Regions from separate parts of the Bos taurus genome. Here region 2 is linked to region 1. The links are chromatin contacts, called in public Hi-C maps. All regions are on one chromosome and are shown on one strand. The core of a region is the stretch at or near the end of the contact, and the rest is flanking DNA. Distances in the headings are between cores, read along the strand shown. Region 1 has its middle 55 kb from the start of TRNAS-GGA. Region 2 overlaps CA3 (carbonic anhydrase 3).

Evidence for each region. A called contact is a pair of places that touch in the nucleus more often than the background predicts.
Region 2: a contact with region 1 is called in a Hi-C map of skeletal muscle, with 6 times the contacts expected there. A contact is called at or near these places in 4 of 11 Hi-C or Micro-C datasets (8-cell embryo, liver, skeletal muscle and 1 more).

The regions. Positions count from the first base shown.
Region 1 is chr14:76,686,901-76,689,959 of ARS-UCD2.0, forward strand. No RefSeq gene overlaps it. Among named protein-coding and RNA genes, the nearest start is that of TRNAS-GGA, 55 kb to the right of the region's middle.
Region 2 is chr14:77,031,835-77,034,751 of ARS-UCD2.0, forward strand. It overlaps CA3 (carbonic anhydrase 3), which reads right to left. Exons shown (of 7, transcript NM_001034437.1): 4 at 2,002-2,094; 5 at 897-959. Among named protein-coding and RNA genes, the nearest start is that of CA3, 5.7 kb to the right of the region's middle.

The DNA.
Region 1 (3,059 bases), core at 556-3,055:
CTGCTATTTAATGAGTAGTTGATATGCATCAAGAATTTTTATAACTGCTTTCATGTGCTTTCTTATTTTATCTGCTTTTTACAGGAAAGGTTTCCAGAAGGCCAGAGATCTTAGGTAGTTTTGCCAAAGGTCATTCAGGTAACTGAAAGCAGAACCAGAAATCTGATCCCAGCTAGTCTGATCCTTATTCATTCAGAACACTTAATCCCTGACCCACTCTTGTTCTGGCAAGAGTGTGAATGAGCAGTGATTACATGCTGATCTAAAACACAATAGCAATTGTCTCCAATGAATTTACATGTAAAATTCAGAAACACCCCTTTCCTTTTACTGCGGATAATCCTCTAGATAAACACAACTCAAAGTTTATTAAAATAATTTCAAACTGTTTAATTATAATAAGAAATGGTATATCTCATTAAGTATTATTCAATGATGAAGGACTGTTTTGTCGATTGTTCTCTCTGAAAGGCTTTCGTTTTATTTTTCTGTGTGGACTTATCCCATATGTTACCACTAGATGGTGCATGGGTTATGCAAACACCTCAAATCTCTTAGGAGAAATTAGCCCTTAACAAAAAGAAAAAAAAAAAATCAGCAGTTAGATGTCGAATTTGGATTAAGTTGAAGATAGCAATACCCTACCTAATGGCTTTCTACAGTGGGACCCTGGGTCTCTAGTTCCATCCTTTTTCCTTTCAGAATAGACATTAGCATCTATTTCATGTGAGATAAAGAAGATTTGAATAACAGTCAAATGCTCTCGGAGAGTTTTTCTCAGAAAACTAATGCCCATAATTGCAGCCAGGGTTGGCATTTTGAAAAAGAAGAACAAATTCCAAGACACCAAACAGCGGCTTCCTCTAATTTTATGTGTTCTGGAACCTAGTAAAATCTGCAGTTATTTCCTCCTAATTTTCTTCAATTAGTCTATAATAAAAATGGTCATGAATAGCCAGTTACCACTTTTTAGCAATCATCTGTGATCAACAAAAATTCTGATAATCTACAATTCAGGGTAGTTTAATGAGTAAGACTGAAAATTCTTGGAAAGCTCATGAGAAGGATTTTGAAAACTCACAAGAAGTCACTTATTTATTACTTTTTTAAAAATATTCCTCTACCAAGTGAAAACGTGGATCACCGCTTCCCTTTGCAGACAGCTCTATGACATTAAAGACGAGAACGGCGTGGGTGCTTAAACCCACCAACACGTGCACACAGATCCCCTCTGCTGTCTGTTTTTAACATAGAGTTCTGTTCTGTTTCCATAGTTAAGGATACATTATATTTGCTGAAGGAATAAGGCGAACAAAACCTCATTTTTCACCACATCAGGTGTGGTGGTGGTTGGAATGAGGTTTTAGTCACTCAGTCATGCCCGCCTGTTTGTGACCCCATGGACTGTAGCCTGTAACCCACCCGGCTCCTCTGTTCCTGCCATAATTCCTTCAGTTTTTCACAAGGCCTGCAGACTCATGAGGGAAATGACGGTGATGGGATAAGAGGTATTAGCGTACACTTAATGCGGAGATGGTTCCTCTAAGTTTTTCCCTCACGTAAATATATTTGATCAGCTCTTAGCGGGTAAATTTTAAAAATACCCAGTTGTCATTTTTTACTCCGGACAAGGTCCAGGCTTTGGGCTTACAAACATAATTGGAAATGAGCCAGTCCCCAACACCTGATGAAATACGGTGCACACACCATTCTTGCCATCACGATGCTTATTTCACACTTAGATGAAGCCTGTTGACCCAACTGCTCCCCCTTTGGTGGAATTCAGTCGTAGCAGGGCCAGAGCGCTTGGTTTGCTCAGATCTTCACTTGGACTGCTATTCTCAGTCCTGAGTTGGAAGGGGACGCCGGTGCCGTGTGAGTGAAAAACGGCATGATCGCTGTGAGCAGGGCGTTTGCTTTCTCTCTGTGAGCTCAGTTGCTTCAGTCAGGTCTGACTCTTTGCGACCCTATGGACAATAGCCCTCTGCTCCTCTGTCCATGGGATTCTCCGGGCAAGAATACTGGAGTGGTGGCCATTCCCTCCTCCAGAGGATCTTCCCGACCCAGGGATGGAACCCGAGTCACCTGGACTGCAGTTGGATTCTTTACCTCTGAGCCACCAGGGAAGCCCTTTTCTTCCTCTATTGGGGTATTGAAGTGTAAGTTCCTCTCTAAGGATGCATCAATCTTTTTTTTTAATAATCTGTGAAAGCAAATTTGGCTTCATGTTAATTGCATTCACTGTGCTGAATTTTAGCAGCAATTGCTTTAAGTTACTTTTAAATTTTAAAGCATTCATCACTTTATTGAATGTTGGTCATTTGTCCTTATGATTATCAGGCAGCTGCCAAGGGTATCCAGGCACTCAGCGGGCATCTGGGGTGCCTTAAAAACCAGCTTTCTAAGAATACACACTAGGAGAGAACTATGAAACGTGGTGGATGGGGAGAAAAGGGATAGGAGATCAAAAGGCATCTGTGTTTCTTCTCTCTGAAGACTTCTGACGTCCACGTCATCTTCATTCTGCACTCAGTGTCTCTGAAGATCTGCTAGAGCCACCCCTATCTTTAGTCATCAGTCTCACCTCAGCCCGCTTGTAAATGGGTCAGGATGTGCTCCAGGCCCAGGCGATGCTGGGTGATCTGTTTGGTACAGAGCGTAGAAAGGATTCAGTACACGTTTTCAGGATGTACTACTGAATGCATAAATGGTTACTCATTTACCCGAAAAGAATTTTACTCCTATAACCAATCCTTAATTGGAAATATAAAGAACATTTGATTACAGTATCATCGGTCACTTTATATCAGAATATGATGCTTCATTTTCAACAAAAGTGAAAATAATAAGGTTCTGTGTGTCTCTTTAAAACTTGGATATAATTAATCATACAGGAAAAACAAAAGTGAATGTATGGTTTCAGAGTTGGGAGTAGTTTGGCATCAGATCCCTGTGTTGTAGATGGAAGATCAGAAAAAAAGAGATTCCAAATGCCGTGTATCTCAAATCTTCAAAGGACTAAGATTAACCTTAAAATGAAAACTAGTGTTTCAAGAGCC
Region 2 (2,917 bases), core at 312-2,811, 340 kb after region 1:
TACCATTTCTTAAGAAAAAAGACAAACTCATTCTAAACTGACAGAAATATTTCATATAAATTAATGCTGTGGTTCCTGATGATACAAAACAGGCTTGCATTTTTATCACATGTCATCCTCAGAATACTTTACCTAGTGGTAAAACTAAAGTGATGACTAAAACAGTCTCAAAGAATTAAAGTGAGTCTGTTAAGTAGAAGAATTAACTGTTAAGATTTAAAATATACAGGTGCAATCCAGGAGAGAAAGGGGAACACTAGGACCCAAATATTTAGTGCCTCTGCAAGTGTGTAAGAGTGTGTGTGTGTGTGTGTGTGTGTTGGGCAGGGAAACACCACTCAACTTCTCTCTCAAACATTTCATTAAAAATGTAATTATCTGACAGGTTGACTATGAGGGTTAAATAAGCTTATGTATGTGAAACTGCTCTAAAACCAACAAACCACAAAAATATACAAACACAACAGCATTTGCTTTTATAGGTCTGCCTAGCATATTCATTCTGAGAAGGCAATGGCACCCCACTCCAGTACTCTTGCCTGGAAAATCCCATGGATGGAGGAGCCTGGAAGGCTGCAGTCCATGGGATCCCTGAGGGTCAGACATGACTGAGCAACTTCACTTTCACTTTTCACTTTCATGCATTGGAGAAGGAAATGGCAACCCACTCCAGTGTTCTTGCCTGGAGAATCCCAGGGACGGGGCATCCTGGTGGGCTGCCGTCTATGGGGTCGCACAGAGTCGGACACGACTGACGTGACTTAGCAGCAGCAGCATATTCATTGAACAATTTACTAACAGATTTTAGGTGAAAGAAGCACACTTGAAAAATGTAAAAAGAAAAAAATCGATATAACCTGACTTTATGTTCTACGAGGGAAAATGATATTTTTTACCTTCGTCTTAATTTTGTCCAGTGCATCAAGGAGAAGCTGGAACTCGCCTTTCTCACGTCCTATCTGTAAAAAAATAAAAAAGGGAGAGAGAAAGAGAAAGAAAACTAACGATTATAATTTTCTCTTCTCCATAATTTAGGATTGTCTTAAAAGCTGATTTTAATCCATCCATCTACAACCAGTGTTTATAAATCTGCCAGAATATATTGCATGAAGCAAAAACATAAGTTCATCCCTCCCCCGAAATTTTAGGGTAGGTATTTTCTGAACTAAACTTGGACTCTGGGTCTCTGAAATACAAAACCACAAAATTACATGTTGATTTACATCTATGTCCTTGACCTTCTCTGTGAAGTCATTCTGCTTTTCTTTTTAATATAATTGCAGCTAAGAGGACTCAATGTACCTAAAACTAAACCTATTGTCTTTCTGCTCAGACCCACTCCACTTCCTGTAGTGTTGTGCTCAAGCGCTGAAAAGGACCCAGTGAATTCAGAACATAAAACAAATTAGGTCATTCAAAAAGAAAGAAGCCAGATTTTCACCTCTGGCTTAAAATCTAGATCATGTTACCACTAAACTCATGTGTTAATGACACTAAGTCCTCTCTAAACCAAGGCTGGCTCAACAACACACACATTCCATGTGCTATCTTAGCCTGGGATCATGTGAGTGGTGGCCACCCTAAGCTGAGAGGATGTTCAGCCAGGGACTTGGCATCACAGTGATTTCCAACACTGGCTTTTCTGGTTTCCACTGCAATTGACGTGGAGGAGCCAGAAAAGGTAATGAATAAGGCGGCCCTTGCCTTCACTGCCGCTGAAATAAGCTCCTTCAAAGGCTCCGTCCCCACTGCCCCAACACACACACAAACACACCCCGCACCTTGAGAAAATTTAGAAGGCTAGGGCGACCGAAGTATAGCTAAAGGTGCTCTTTTAAGGGAGAACAAAACCTTTTGAGCTGATCTTACCAGAAATATCTTGATTAGCTGAATGAATCTTGAACTTCATTCCTCTCTCCCATATAAATAAAATGACGTGAAACCTAAGCATTGATAAGGAACTAAACTTTGAAAACAACATGCACTCAATTTTTACCTTACCTTCAGAAAAACCCCAACCACAGCTATACCATCGGCATGCTTCAGAGCAGTTGCATAACTGTTATACTTTGAATTCCAGTGAACCAAATGGAGCTGAAACCATAGAACAGACGTTAGGAGGTACATGCCTAAAATAAGGAAATAAGTGTGAAATTATTCACAATAAACCCAACAACTTTACAGTCTAAGATTGCTGAACACTCTCATAGAAGTTGACAGAATTCTAAATGTTAACATGAGATATTTTGGCAAGACTTTTGATGGCTCAAATAAAAAGTTATGACAGGTAGAATTGGCGAAAACCAAACTGTCACTAAATCAATTCATAATACTATGTTAGCTTTGTATATTAGTCCTTTTTCTGACCAAAACAGTGAAATACAGAGCTCTAAACAGGAATCTGCTAACACACTGAAGTCACAATTAACTGGGAAGTAGGAGAGGAAAGATAAGGGGACAAATTCTTGGATGTTTTTCACGCCTCTCTCAGTAACAAACGCTCTAGAACCAGTTGGTAACCTTATCTTAATAAGGTTAAGGTGCTTACATATGCACTAGTTAAATTGGTCAAATTTCCACATTGAATTACACAGAATGGCAAGAGAATACCATAGTTCATGGCAGTTTAAAAATACTGTCTTCAAGAACAAAACTGTGTGATAATCCCGCATATCAAGACCAAACTGCAAGGCTTGGCCCTATTGAGAAGGAATATACTAAATTTTCCCCCTTTTGTGGGGAAAGACGTCTGAAAGGCATTCTCAATTAATTTATCCTGTCACTGGCTGTCTAGATGGCCTGCAGAGAAACAGAATGGTCACGGGGAAGTACTCTGGGTCTCTCACAGTTCAGCTGAGCTGTTTTGTTGAGTTGAGTTAAGCTGCCTTACGATTCTGCCCAAGAGCACGTCCGCAAA